2 separate regions of the Anser cygnoides genome follow, and region 2 is linked to region 1. A link is a contact called in public Hi-C data. All regions are on one chromosome and are shown on one strand. The core of a region is the stretch at or near the end of the contact, and the rest is flanking DNA. Distances in the headings are between cores, read along the strand shown.

What was found. A called contact is a pair of places that touch in the nucleus more often than the background predicts.
Region 2: a contact with region 1 is called in a Hi-C map of liver, with 2.1 times the contacts expected there. The contact joins the promoter of LITAF here to the enhancer-like site in region 1. A contact is called at or near these places in 2 of 7 Hi-C or Micro-C datasets (both in liver).

Annotation. Positions count from the first base shown.
Region 1 is chr15:17,790,067-17,796,892 of Taihu_goose_T2T_genome, forward strand. It overlaps LOC106041217, which reads right to left. Exons shown (of 74, transcript XM_066977881.1): 27 at 5,941-6,099; 28 at 5,171-5,351; 29 at 3,136-3,347; 30 at 1,690-1,905; 31 at 785-921. Among named protein-coding and RNA genes, the nearest start is that of RMI2, 57 kb to the left of the region's middle. Within about 2 kb of position 4,230, at least 1 of the 3 cell types and tissues checked has open chromatin away from gene starts, as enhancers often do. A contact at or near this core is called in liver, where this site is marked.
Region 2 is chr15:17,862,172-17,868,451 of Taihu_goose_T2T_genome, forward strand. LITAF (lipopolysaccharide induced TNF factor) reads right to left here and starts at 3,439. Exons shown (of 5, transcript XM_048053758.2): 1 at 3,303-3,439.

The sequences.
Region 1 (6,826 bases), core at 2,980-5,479:
GTTTTTCGTTTCTATACTTTTTCCATCACTGAAAAGACATTTCTCATTTTTTATTTATATATATATATATATATGAAGTTATTTCCAAGATGCACAGTGGTTCCTAAGGGAGCCTGTGCACTCCAATTGACCCTACTATGCCTTAAAAAAGCTGAGATATCTCTAGAGAAGATACAGATTTCTGAGGTCTGACAACACATTTTTACCAGAGGCTTCAAGCTGTGTTTTGATAATGAGTTCAAAAATAAGAGAAACTTTGGAGACAGCCAATATCTAGATGCAGTGCAATCATTCTCACCACCAAATGGAAACACTTTCTAAAACATAAATAAGACTATTTATTATATGTTTTAAGAGGGAAATATTTGGTTTTAGAATGCTTCCATTATTCCTACCATATCTGAATGGCACAGGGGATCAGATCTAGATTTTGGATCTTCTCACCACTTGGACATTTGGACACCGTGAATTCTGATGTTAAAGAAGGCTCTAAGTCTAATAGATTTGCCAACAAATACACTGTCACAGCACAAACTGCCTGTTTCCCTTGATGACTTTATTCTCTACCACTTCAAGAAAGGGTGTGAAAGCTAAGTGGATGCAAATAACTAGCCCATGGAGGCAGTGTGCTCAAGGAAGTGCAGAGACGGATGGGAAAGATTTAAGGCTTTGTGCATGTGACACATACATCATGTAAAGCCCAGAACTTTTTCCTGAGGGCATCAAGATACACATTAAATTTAGACCAAAATTTTCTTCAGAGATAGGAATGAAACTACTGAACCTGAAATAAATGGTTCCACGTTTTTGATAGAGCATCTTCTTCTTCAGCTCTTCTATCTGACTTTCAAACTGAAGAATTTTAGGCAGACTATTATAATCTGTCCATACAGCCTTCACAGAGAAGTTTGTCTTCATAGGCTGCAGTCAAATCATGACACCAGGAGAGAAAAGGACAATTGCATCAGATTTACTGCATTCATATTCAGGAACACCAAAACAGAAACCACACAGCTTAACAGGCTGCAGTGAGACTGTCATTTCACAGAACATCCCCTTTCTGCACCACTTTAAATCCTGATCACAATTTACATAAGAATAAAAGTGACATTAATAGTAAACCACAGAGTGTGTCAGACGACAAACATCCTTACTAATATATTACTCCTCTTTGGAGACAAACTATTTATTACGTTTCCCGTGTTGTAGGCACCAAGCAAAGCAAACATGATTTTAAGCATTATCATAAATTGGAAAGGATGCAGAGGCTTGAATGACATATAACCCAAGGCTGTTACTATGCACACTCATAGGCAAAACATGCTCATTCCCTATGACAATATAATCTTCCATACCTGCCACTTGTATCAAAATGTAAGAATGTAAGCAATCACATCTATAGCTCTATTTTCTAGTCATCTAATATCTTTTTGCTCTCTCCTCCCTGCCCTTCTGTCTGTGATTGGCATCCCAGATAGGTGCATAGGACTCAAAACTATTGTGGGGGATGACGTTGGAGGGTGGGGTATGGTTGGTTGGTTTTGTTTTTAAACTTAGCTTTACACTGCAGGTTGTCAAAACAGATGAAAAAGAAGGAGCTCTGGAAGTGTTTAAGCTTCAACACTAGCAAAGACATCTTTGGGGAAGGTGGCAGACCTGAAAAACACAGCACTGGGTCAGAGAAATTACCTTTGTGGATTTGTACTTCTGTCTTACCATTGGCAGGTTCTGATAGCTGGCTGTGAAGTTAAAGTCCTGTTTTGCGCTCTTTATCTTAAAGCAAAGAAATTTGGCTTGTTCATTATTCTCCAAATGAATCTCATTCTTCACAGGCTGATTCCACAAAGATACCATTTCAGTATAGCTGTGCAGAACGTTTCTCTCAAGATGATTAAATGTGGAGGCCTAAAAATAAAGGGGAACATAGTAGTCAGGCTGAGTTGGGACAGAGAAAATCCTATTGTGCCAGCATCACAGGCCAGAGCTGAAAAGAATGCATTGTCTTGGAGAAGTTCATTACAATAACTATTAGAAATAGTGCATCAGCTTTTCCATTATCCAAATAATATGAATTTCCATAAAGATCTCAAAAATTATTTTATCCCCTCAAGCAAGGGAGAGAGAGGAAGCTAAGTAGTTGGAAAGAAAATAGTTGATGAACACTTTTTTTCCTTTCTCATTGAAGAATGTTTCTCACAATCTTCTTCACTGTGCCTAAACCATCAGTGATCTAACAAGGGAAAGCTGCAGTTCAGAATAAAGGAAAACCTTAAGGATAAACCAAAATAAGATTTAGAATCTACTGTGAATGTCTAGAAGAAAGGCAAAAATTCTAGACTTTCTTCTCATTTATACAGAGACAGATAAGGACTACCTCAATGAAAATAATGAAGCTTCTCCAAGGCAAATCTACACCTTGCATGGTGACAAAGGTTAACCTTATTTGTTAATTCATAGCAGCTGGTGATGAAATTGGTTTTAAAATCTCCATTGCATGGCACAGTTGAAAACAAGTTAGGAAGAAGCTTAGAATCCATAGATTCAAGGCACACTGATTCCACCCAAGGGATATCTAATCCTTTCACAGAAAGTGGAAGAATTCCTATAAAAAAGACTGAAGATTACACATTGAGAACCTACTAGTGAAAATTCTCACACAGAATTATGGGAGACTGAATTAACTGAGTCACAACAAAAGAAATAACCTTTCATTTTCTTGGAGTAAAGGAGAGGAGAGAGAACTTAAAAATAGTTCTAGTTGTTTGTACACTCCTAGGTAGAATTCTGACTTGAAATATTTGGGCTTTGTGCAGGAATAAATGGACTTCCATTCCAAATAGAGGCAGAGATAGCGGGCCCTAATATTTTCAAAGACAGCAAAGAGACCCTGCCTGTTTTGACTTGCCTGCTCCCAGAGGAAGAATAGCATGTCATTCCAGCACAAGAAAGAGATGAACATCGGCTTTTCAAGATGCTCTCTTATAAGTTGGCACATAGTGGATTAGTTTCTCAAACAAGCTACTTCACATAACAAGCTGAGCAAGTGTTATTCCAGTATGATGACAGTTTAGTTACGTACCGTCACAAAGCTGCATCATCAAAGCTCTACATTATAGGAAACATCATGTTACTTACCTGCAGGTATGTGGTTGCTGGTGTGTAAATGTGAAATTTCCCCTCCTTTTCATTGCCTTGATCTTTACAGAATAGTTCCACTACAAGATTCTTAATGGAGAGAACTTTGCCAGTTGTCAGTTCCATAGTCAATAAATAAGCAGAATGCTGAGGCTGATGTATTTTGTGAGCTGCATGCAGATATAGCCATGGGGTGTCCATACTTAATTCTCCTGGAAGGAATATATAAATTAAAGGTGGCAGAAATGTGAGATTTCAAGCTGCCTGGCTTCTAATTCTGCAACAAAGCTGGGTTTCTGGAATGAGACTAATTGCTACTATTGGCTTCAGAGTTGTCAAAATCTCTGGATGGTACATAGTTAAATGAATGTCCTGCACTAATGTACCATACTGCGTAGTTTAAAACACAGCGCCATTTACAAGAACGGAAATTTATGGAACTTGGTACTTAAATTACACCAGAAAAGTGTTCTACTGCATGACCTGCAACAAGATGTGGAACCTTTACTTGAACTGTAATTCTGTAGCTATTATTCACATAATTACTATAATGGCTTTTATCAAAGCTGTTTCAACACAAGCCAACATAGTAATTAAATTCTGCAATACATAAATTTTGAACAAGATTGGTAGGCTATTTTGGAAACTAGTTTCCAGACAGCTCAGAATGTTTATATCTGACAAGGTGCTGAAAATTCACTGTTGAAATTTCACTGGTTATTTATCAAATTATGCCATTCACCCACTGCAATATAGTTCAGAAATGCACAATTTTATGACAGTCACTCACAAAGTAATCTCCACATTTTTAAGACTTCAGAATTAATTCGACCTTAGTTCATTTCACTTTAACAAGCAGAAAAGCACAACAGTTAATAATTAATCCAGTGTATCAAGCTAGTTGTTTTGCATTAATAAGGATCCAAGTTTTGGCACACATAGTATATACTAGCTTTGAAAAATGCATCTCAATAGCATACCTAGTCACTGAGCCAATCATTGCCCTGATTTGTACAGCATGTAATCCACTGAAGCATAAAATAGTAGTGTCATTCAATCCATTTTAAGCACTAAATATCAGAAAATTGATTCTTGGCATGCTACAGGTAATTTAATCTCTATTTGAGAAAGAAGTCCAAAAATGTAAAATATAGCTTATAATAACAAAGGTCTACTCCCTGCTGTACTTTATGAATCGAAGACCAAGAAGAAATGTGATTTTTAAAATACATCCATATGCATACACAGGTGTTTAATTTACAGCTTAAGATATACCATTAGTATTCATCTCAGTGTCCCACTTTCTAATGTATTTACAAATCCAATTACTATTTCTAAAGCAAGTTGATAATAAAAAATAAATAAATAAAACATGGCTCACATCTTGGTCAGTTAGCTCAGTCAAAAGCTACTAGGACAATACCAGTCTACATTAGGAGCATGGCTATCAAACAGAGTTATTCCCGTCTGCAAAGCTCCGGAGAAGTCCTGCCTACGACACTGAATCTAGCTTTGGACCACCCAGAGCCAGGCAGACAGTGAGAAACCAGACAGGACAGAACAGAGGGCTGCTCTGACGATAAAACACCTAGAGACAAGACCTGTGACAAGAAGGGAGGCGACTGGGCTTATTTAGTCTGGCAAAGGGATGGGGCGGATCTGATAGCTGCCTACAGCTATCTTGAAGGCAAATGGCAAAAATGAGAAACACAAACCCTTCAACACAGGCATACAATACAAGGACAACAGCCACAAATTGCACACTGAGAGTCTCAGGAACTGCTGGAAGAGGTTAAGTCAGCTAGGCTGGGGAAAGGTGGAGGTTTTGAAAACTGAGCTAGACAAAGCCACAGCAGATGTGATCATGTCCTGCTTCGAGCAGGAAGCTTGTCAAGATAACCTCCAGGGTCTGCCTTGATCAACCAATATTTCAATGATTCTGTTACACCCATACGTGACTACCTCATAAAATCCCAGCTGCAACATTGCATGCATGCTTTTCTAAGCAGACTGGAAATGGTTTGTGGTACTTCACCTTCCCACTTCTTCAGGCCATTTCTGGATACATCTTTCCATTGCAGTCCAGCCAAAAATGGCATGAGGTTATTATACTGCACCTTAAAGTTGGTGCTGCTCTGCAAATAACCCTGAGAGCTGTGCGAGTGCTGCAGCTGGGTTCTGTAATTCATCTGCTTTTCCACGACTTGCGCAGTAAACTGGAAAACAAGTGAAGCAAATTTAAATAAAAACAGGATCCCATCTTCAGAGCTATCTAAGCTAACACACACATACAGTAACAGGAAGGTCACAACTACTGCCTCTGCTCTTGATATTTGCCATTCATTTTACAGATTTTCATGAATGCTGATGAATTACAGATTGAAATTTCTTTAACGTGCATTTGTTTTATCTACTGGGGGTTCAAAAAGGATATTTTCCACTAAATTTTGGATCACTTACTTGGTTAAAAACAATAATGTCCATAATTCTATGTCAGCCCATATTGTGATCACAGATAAAATCTACGTTTAGGTGCTCTCTATGGGAATAGAATAATGACAACCCTCCTCAGAAAACTATCATCTATTCTAATACAATAACAGAGGAGATCTGCTACTTTAAGAAACAACACAAAAATTTACATGAATAGCTTCTGTAAGAACTTCCTACAAATAAAACATCACAGGATATGCCAATATAAATGATTATTTTCTTTCAGTTGGTAGCCCATAGAACGCGCTTTGAAAGAAGATCATCTGTTAAATATTAGAAATGAAGGTTTTACTCTTCAACAATCATGATTACCTCCATGAAATAGTTGACTAGTGAAAAACTGGAACTATTCTTTAATGTTTGGCTGATCAGTAGTTTCTTCTTATTGTTTATTTTGTTCCAGTGTTTCCCATAGTTCACTTCCATCTGGGAGGAAAGCCAAGATGCACTCGCATCATGTTTCAGGTGAACCTGAAGAATGAAAATCTGTCTTTTTCCTGTAAACCATGCTTTCTCATTTAGTTACTGTTGTTAACTGGCTGTAGAAATATTCCCAAGTAGCAAGCAAGGCTAAAGAAGAAAGGGTTGCAGATTTTCCAAAGCAAAAATCAAGTTCCATCAGAATATGTCAATTCAGACTACAAAGCCCCAGAATTTTTGTCCATTCACTGCTTGTCAAATTGCTATTCTCAAAAGCTAAGGCAACTGCACTCCCAATGGACTGCCCCGCATGGATTCACTGTGCAGCTGCAGAGTCTGGCAAGATCCTGCTACACGGGAAATCTTAACACTCCTGGGCTTCAGTCCAACTTGGATGAAAAGCAAAGGTGAAAGGATACAAAATTTCCCTTTAATTCAGAAGCTTATTTGCCATCCAGCTCTCTAGTCTGCAGTGAATATCCAGCATTAATGGTAATTTCCCTTTGCATTAACCTTTGTCTCTGTACAGTCTGCAAATGAAAAGATTTTAAACAGATCTGCTTTTCTGCATCAGAGGCACACACTGAAATTTATAAGAATAAATCCAGATCTGAACCAGAAAACTAATAAAAAATAAGGTTATTTTCAAGACATAGGACTTCTAATAAGCAGAGTTTCTGACTTTTAGTTACAAGTACTGAAAAATTAGATAAATCACAAACTTATTAATACTATTGTTTTACATAAAACAAAAACTTCCACAACAAACATTCTGCAG
Region 2 (6,280 bases), core at 2,189-4,688, 71 kb after region 1:
ACCAGAAGCAAACAAAAGTCATGGTAAACAAGCCAGATAACTAAGGCAGAATTTCCCCATTAGCACCATAGCTTGCTGTAAATGCCTCCGTAACGAGAACAGAAGTAGGAAACACACTCCAGAACAGACAGCTGTGACAAAACAGAAGTCAAAGGGCCTTGAAAAACCTCCCCTAAAATTAGTCTTGAGCAGGCGGCTGGTCCAAGTGACCTCCAGGGATTCCTTCCGACCTATACTGCTCTTTAACAACCCAGAAAACAGAAGACAGGTTGCTAGAAAAAAAAAGATAACGAAGGCCCAGTTCTGTTTTAAGACATGCGTACTAAATACTAATTAAGTTAAGACAAAACTGATGCAAAATATACCAGTGTTAAATGTAAACAAAAATTAAATTGCTTTAATGACTTCCTCATTGAGGACAATTTGCCAGAAATCCGCCTTTATTGCTGAGCTGTCCCCATTGCTGCCAGCTTGATTCAGGTCACTGAGGCACTAATTCATCCCAAGTAGAGACCACAAGGAGTGGAACTGCAGCAGCTGTTAAATACCCCTGCCCCAAGTACTGTTGTACACCTACTGAAATGCAGATTCTGGATCAGTATCTTCATATCAAAAGGAAACTGGATTTTGGTAGCAGTCCTGACTTTTTTCCGTAGTTTACAAAGCATAATGTAAATAGATATATTTGAGAACACATGAATTTTAAGATTAAGACCCATTTTAAGACAAGTTTGATTTTCCCGCTTTTATGCAAGATGCTCTGGAAACCTGTCTGTCCATGTTAGAAACTGTAAAAAATTTTACCTTTAACTTATAACCAGCTTCTGTTGTGTCTACATCATCCTTTAAGTAGCTTGTTGACAACTTGTATATCCTAGTGTTTATCCCATAGATTTCTACTACTGTAACTTCTCAACTACAGTTCTCAATCACCGGCTCCTGTCTGACAAAGCTCTGCTGATCCATGTTTACACACTGCTGATGTTTATACACTTGAGTAGTCTCACGGTCTTCCCAGCAGACTAAGCAGAAACGTAGAAAGGTTTATTAGAAATGGAGTTGTGTATTCAGTCCAGTGTAGGATTGGCCACGTAGCTAGGACAAACATAGGAGCTGGTGCAGAAGGAAAGGACAACGTGACTACAGGCACAGTGTGTACACAGGAGCAGTTATTTTGGTAACCCCTCACTTCCTTGTGTGGAAGGCATTGTTCTCAGCTTTCACACCAACCTCCTACTCACACTGCAGCTTTGGTAGATGGAAGAAAGCAATCAAATGATGACTAAACTCTAAGTTTTAGTAGTACTGTATATTTGACAACTGTATTTTTAAAAACCACTGACCTTCTGTTTTCTTTAGAAAAAAGAAAAAAAATGTTTCCCCTTCTTAGTAAGCTACAGATCTGAATGCTGATCAACTGCCCCCAGTCACAGTTCCTGCTGCGTGGCAGATGCTGCACAACTGAAGACAATCCCCATCTCTGCTTTCCTGAGGAAACAAGGTCGAAGAAATCAACGCCTTTTAATAGATTTCAAAATGCTCATGACCATAATTTCTAGCACAAATTCTTCTAAGTCTCAGTACTTATGGTCAATACTTATTTTCAAATGACGTTGCATTTTTCAGTTCTTACCACTGACTAATTTGGGGCAGGTGGTTCTATTTAAAAATGATATCTATCCTTTTTTGCTTCCCTCCACCCTACAAGACAGAAGCAAACAGGTTCCAGGTCTTAACAGCAGCATCCCTGGAACAATGACGTCTCCTATGCCTTCCTTTTCTTCTTCTCCCCCCCCCCCTTTTTTTTTAATTAACTAAGGAGGACATTTCAATTCTGAGGCACAGATAACTATCAAGTACTAAAACAAACAGTGTAAAAATAAAACCAAGTATCAGTCCCATTAATACATCTATCTAATTTCTAATGGAAATTAGAATAGAATTTCTATTTCTAATGGAAATTCTTTAAAAAAGAACAAGATGACATCAGGACTAAAAGACAATCTCATCAAAAGATTAATCACTGTGGATGCAACCACAACTTCAGCTTGTCAACAGAATTTTGCTGATGTCCCTCTTGCTCTAAACGTCAACCCTAAAGAAATATTTGAACTATTACTTCATACGCCCAGCGCAAACATGTGTCTTGCAATCCAGCTTGAAGATTAGCCTGGGGACAAGAGAAAGAGAAGGTAATAACCCACCTCTCTACTTAGCGTAAAGACACCGAAAATAAAGGCTTATGAAAACAGATTTCCTAACCCAGCCTGGCCAAGTAAATACACTGTTATCCTTCCCTTATTCTTTAGCTAAGATTTGGCAGGATTAATCTGTTTGCACTATTCCTCCTCAGTTCCCATTGCTAGAAACCCCAGGCTGCTCTCCAACACCATGACTAATTACAGGGGCTCTGTCACAGCGGCGCTGAAGACAGCTGCTGATCAACAGCACCCGGAACAAAAGGCAGATTGACAGCTAATCTTTTTTTTAAACAATCAGGCAGGATATACAGGTTTATGGGAGCACTCGGGATTTTTGCAGCACGCAGCAGCAAGCTGTAGCACAGCACTTGCTGGGGCCACCATCTTGGTTACCTGAACTCCAGACAACAGCTTCCTAACTCACCAACCTGCTGAGAAACAGCGCGTTAAAGTCACGCAGATTTCTTAGATGTTTGTGAAAGAATAAAACTCTGTTATACTTTAAGGGGAAAAAACAAACAAACAAAAAGTTCAATACATTATTGTTTCAGTAAGACAACCAGTGCCATTGGAGTCACACTGGATTTACCAACAAAACACTAGCAAATAAAACACTAAGAGACCAGAAATCGCATTAGGCATCCCGTGGTCCTGAGAAGAGGAGGCTACACACTTCAGGTTTGGTAAGGCAGAAAGTAAACACGGCCACGCACCCGGCGAGGCGGCGGGGGCAGCGCCAGCGCCACAGGGAGCTGAGCTGAGCTGAGCTGCGCCGCGCCCTCAGGGGAGCGGCCCTGACAGAGAGACGCCCGGTGCCGTCCCTTCTTCCCTTTCTTTCCCTTCCCTTCTTCCTTTCCCTTCTTCTCTTCCTCTCCCTGCCCACAGCTTCGGTGACCACCGACGGCTTCCTCCGAGGGGCCCGGCGCTTTCCCGCCCGTCCCGGCTCCAGAGGCGCCCGCGCAGCCCCGGATCCCCCCGGCCCGTCCCTTACCGCTCCGCAGCTGTCGCCGCCTGCCCTCCCCGCCGCCCGGCTGGAGCCGCCGTCCCGTCCCGTCCCGTCTCTTTCTCCTCCCCTTCCCCGAGGCTGCACGAATCACGCACCTTGCCCCGGACACCCCCGGCCCCGGGACCGGCCGCCCCCGCTCCGCCTCTCCGGCACCTGGCAGCGGGGCGAGAGGAGAAGGAAAACGAAATGCAAAAAAAAAAGCCTCAGGAAACACGAAAAGTTCGACGCACGACGCCGGGAGTGGAGGCTGCCTCCTCAGAGAAACGTCCCGCTGGAAGGTCTTGCCCAGGGGCTACGCGCAGGTTCCCAGATTCACAGGGATCCTCAGCTTCCCAGTAATCAGCATTGCCAGACTGCCTGTTTCCTAGCACAGGAGGAAAAAATAAATCCTTCCTCTAATTCCTTGATATGCCTGTGTTACCAGGATCATCTCTTTCAGCCAGTGCTGCATGTGACAAAACTGAAAGAAAATTATTAAAGAAACCTCCCAACAGATCCAGTGTCGTTAACTGGGGCTCTTAGAACCAATTAATTGGATTCAGCCTTTGGAAGCTACAGAGGTTGTTGTTCCTTCATCCATCCAACCCAACAGTTCAAAAATATGTGCCAAGGTAAGACAGAAACCATTACTGGCCAGATCGCTGAAAGGGATTCACCAAGGGCTGCTTCTGCTTCACCACTGCAGTTTAAATGAGCCAGTTGGCAAGATTTGTTATTTAAGTGCTTCAATCTGCTTTGGACTGGAAGGAGTCACCAACCCCCCAGGGCTCAGCAGGGACTCTATGGTAGGCCTTTTGGCTGAAAGTATCTAAAATCTGTTAAAGTCTTAGTTTTGTGCTTAAAACCTTTCTTGGCCCTTGCCCTAAGTAACACGTATATTCAATTCAAGTCCATCCCAGGGCCAGGATTCAGGTTTCATAGGACAAAAGGTGCACTCGCTCCAAGTGACGAGAAGCCCAAGAGTCAACTCTGCGGTCAGAGGGATCTACCGTATTGCCTACAGGTATGTGTATGCAGGGTTTTGATCAGATAGTGAAGTACAAGGGCTCTGCTAGCATGAATACTCCTCACCCCTGATTCTGTTAAAAAAAAAAAAAAGTGGTGGGTTTTGCTTTTGTTTTGATTCGGCAGCAGTCAGTCCTTCCTGCTTGTTAGCGTTTGACCCCGAGGATAGAACACGACTTAGATGTGAGTAACTTTTCATCATTGTCAAGAAATCACATTATAGGTCATGATATTTATCTCAGAAGCAGGATATGTGTAATTTCTGCCTTGGTGCCCTGGCTTTGTTAAAACTGGAGTAATTGTGCTCTTTGTAACTGAATTTCCTTTGCCAGGTGGATGTGAGCAGCTTAGAAGCCACAGCAGAGAGAAGCCAGGACTAAACGCATCTCCTGGGGTGCAATAAGGCATGAGCCTCATCTGAAAGCCTTCTTACTGCCAGTGCTATATTTTTTGCTTACATCTCATCACAGGCTGCCTCATGCTACAGCTTTTACCCCTCTCTGCAGACCCCAATAACATTGTGCCGTTTTGCCCTACCACTCTTCTTACCAAATGTCCATATACAGCTTGGTGGTTAGGCCACTAACAGCATCAGTTTAGCAGTGCACAAGTGTATTTCCTCTCATTACCCCTCCTCCTGCCCACCTATCTCACCATTTACCAGTTCCTCCCTTTCCAGTCCTTTTCCGGCGATGCAGAGTGAAGCTAGGGACAGCTTGACCCACTCTTCCTGGGGTCAGCCACAGTAGACCAAGTGGTTGGGTGGGGACACGCAGCATGAACTCACTTCGTGCTTGAGGAAACACAGCTAGAAATTGAGAGAAATCTTGATCATCTCCCCCACTCCGTGAGCTGTGTTCTGAAGATGATATATTTAACTTGTTAAAAAAAAAAGAAGAAAGGCCACATGACAAATTCAGAAAATTTACGTAGGTCCCAACGCAGTATCCCACAAGAGCTCTGCTCTGTCACCTTTCTGGTGGTATGATGTACGAAGCAGCCCCACCCTTGGTATTTGGCTGTTACGCTTTTCTCCACCCTGCTGAGTCATCCGACAGCGTCACGAAACAGTAAAGTACACGGTATATTGTATATGTTTTGTTCACACACTAATGGCACGTAATTTATTACAGGACACCAGTAGATGTCAGTTTAACCCCAAAAATGAATGCCTTAGCGTAGGTGCTAGATTTATTAGCTTTTACTTCAGTCAGTTTCCACCAAAGAAACTAAATGAAGCTGAGAAGTTGATGTACATTCAATGTGCAGAAGTAAACAAGTTTTAATGTCACCTTATTTTTTTCCTGCCTGGAAGTTGTAGGATCTGCACACATACAGTTGGTTTTTGTAGTGATTTTGCGTGTACTAATTGGTTAAGGCTAAAAAGAATCTCAAATGACTTTTGATAACTTCAATAATACTAGATATTTAAGGAGATTTGTACTAGGTTGCAGTTTTAGACTGGCAGGCAAGGTTGATGCACAGATTTACATGCAAAGCAAGGTAGATGACATTAAGTCAAATAGCCTTAAAGAATGTTTTGTGTTTTTTTTTCTACAATGGCTGATTCAAGTTGCAAAGCAAACAGAACAAGAACTGCAACACACTGAACATTTAGCACAAGAAATATGAAGACGGACATTTTGGTATTGCAATTGCCAGTCAATATCCTGATCTAAACAACAGCTAAAATTTAAGCCACTCATAGGTTTGCGTTTCACTATATAAATATTTTAAAAGAGAAACAGGTAAGTTTGATAGGATTAGAAAATACAACTAATACAGGAGTGCCATCTAGAAGTGCAACACCGAGGACAGCAAATATTTTGAATGATTTGTGTTCAAAGTAGTGAACCAAATGAAACCAAAAATCCAAAATAGTCCTTTCTACATCATTCACTATTGGAAGCAGCAATGGGTTGAAAGAATACCTCAAAGCCCCCAGGGGTTGAACTTCCAGATAGGATCAATGCCAATGAAGAATAAATTACTTACATTTATAATGTCAAATGGTACTTAATCAAAATTAAGCTTCTGCCCGTGGGAATGCTGACTGCCTGAGAATGCA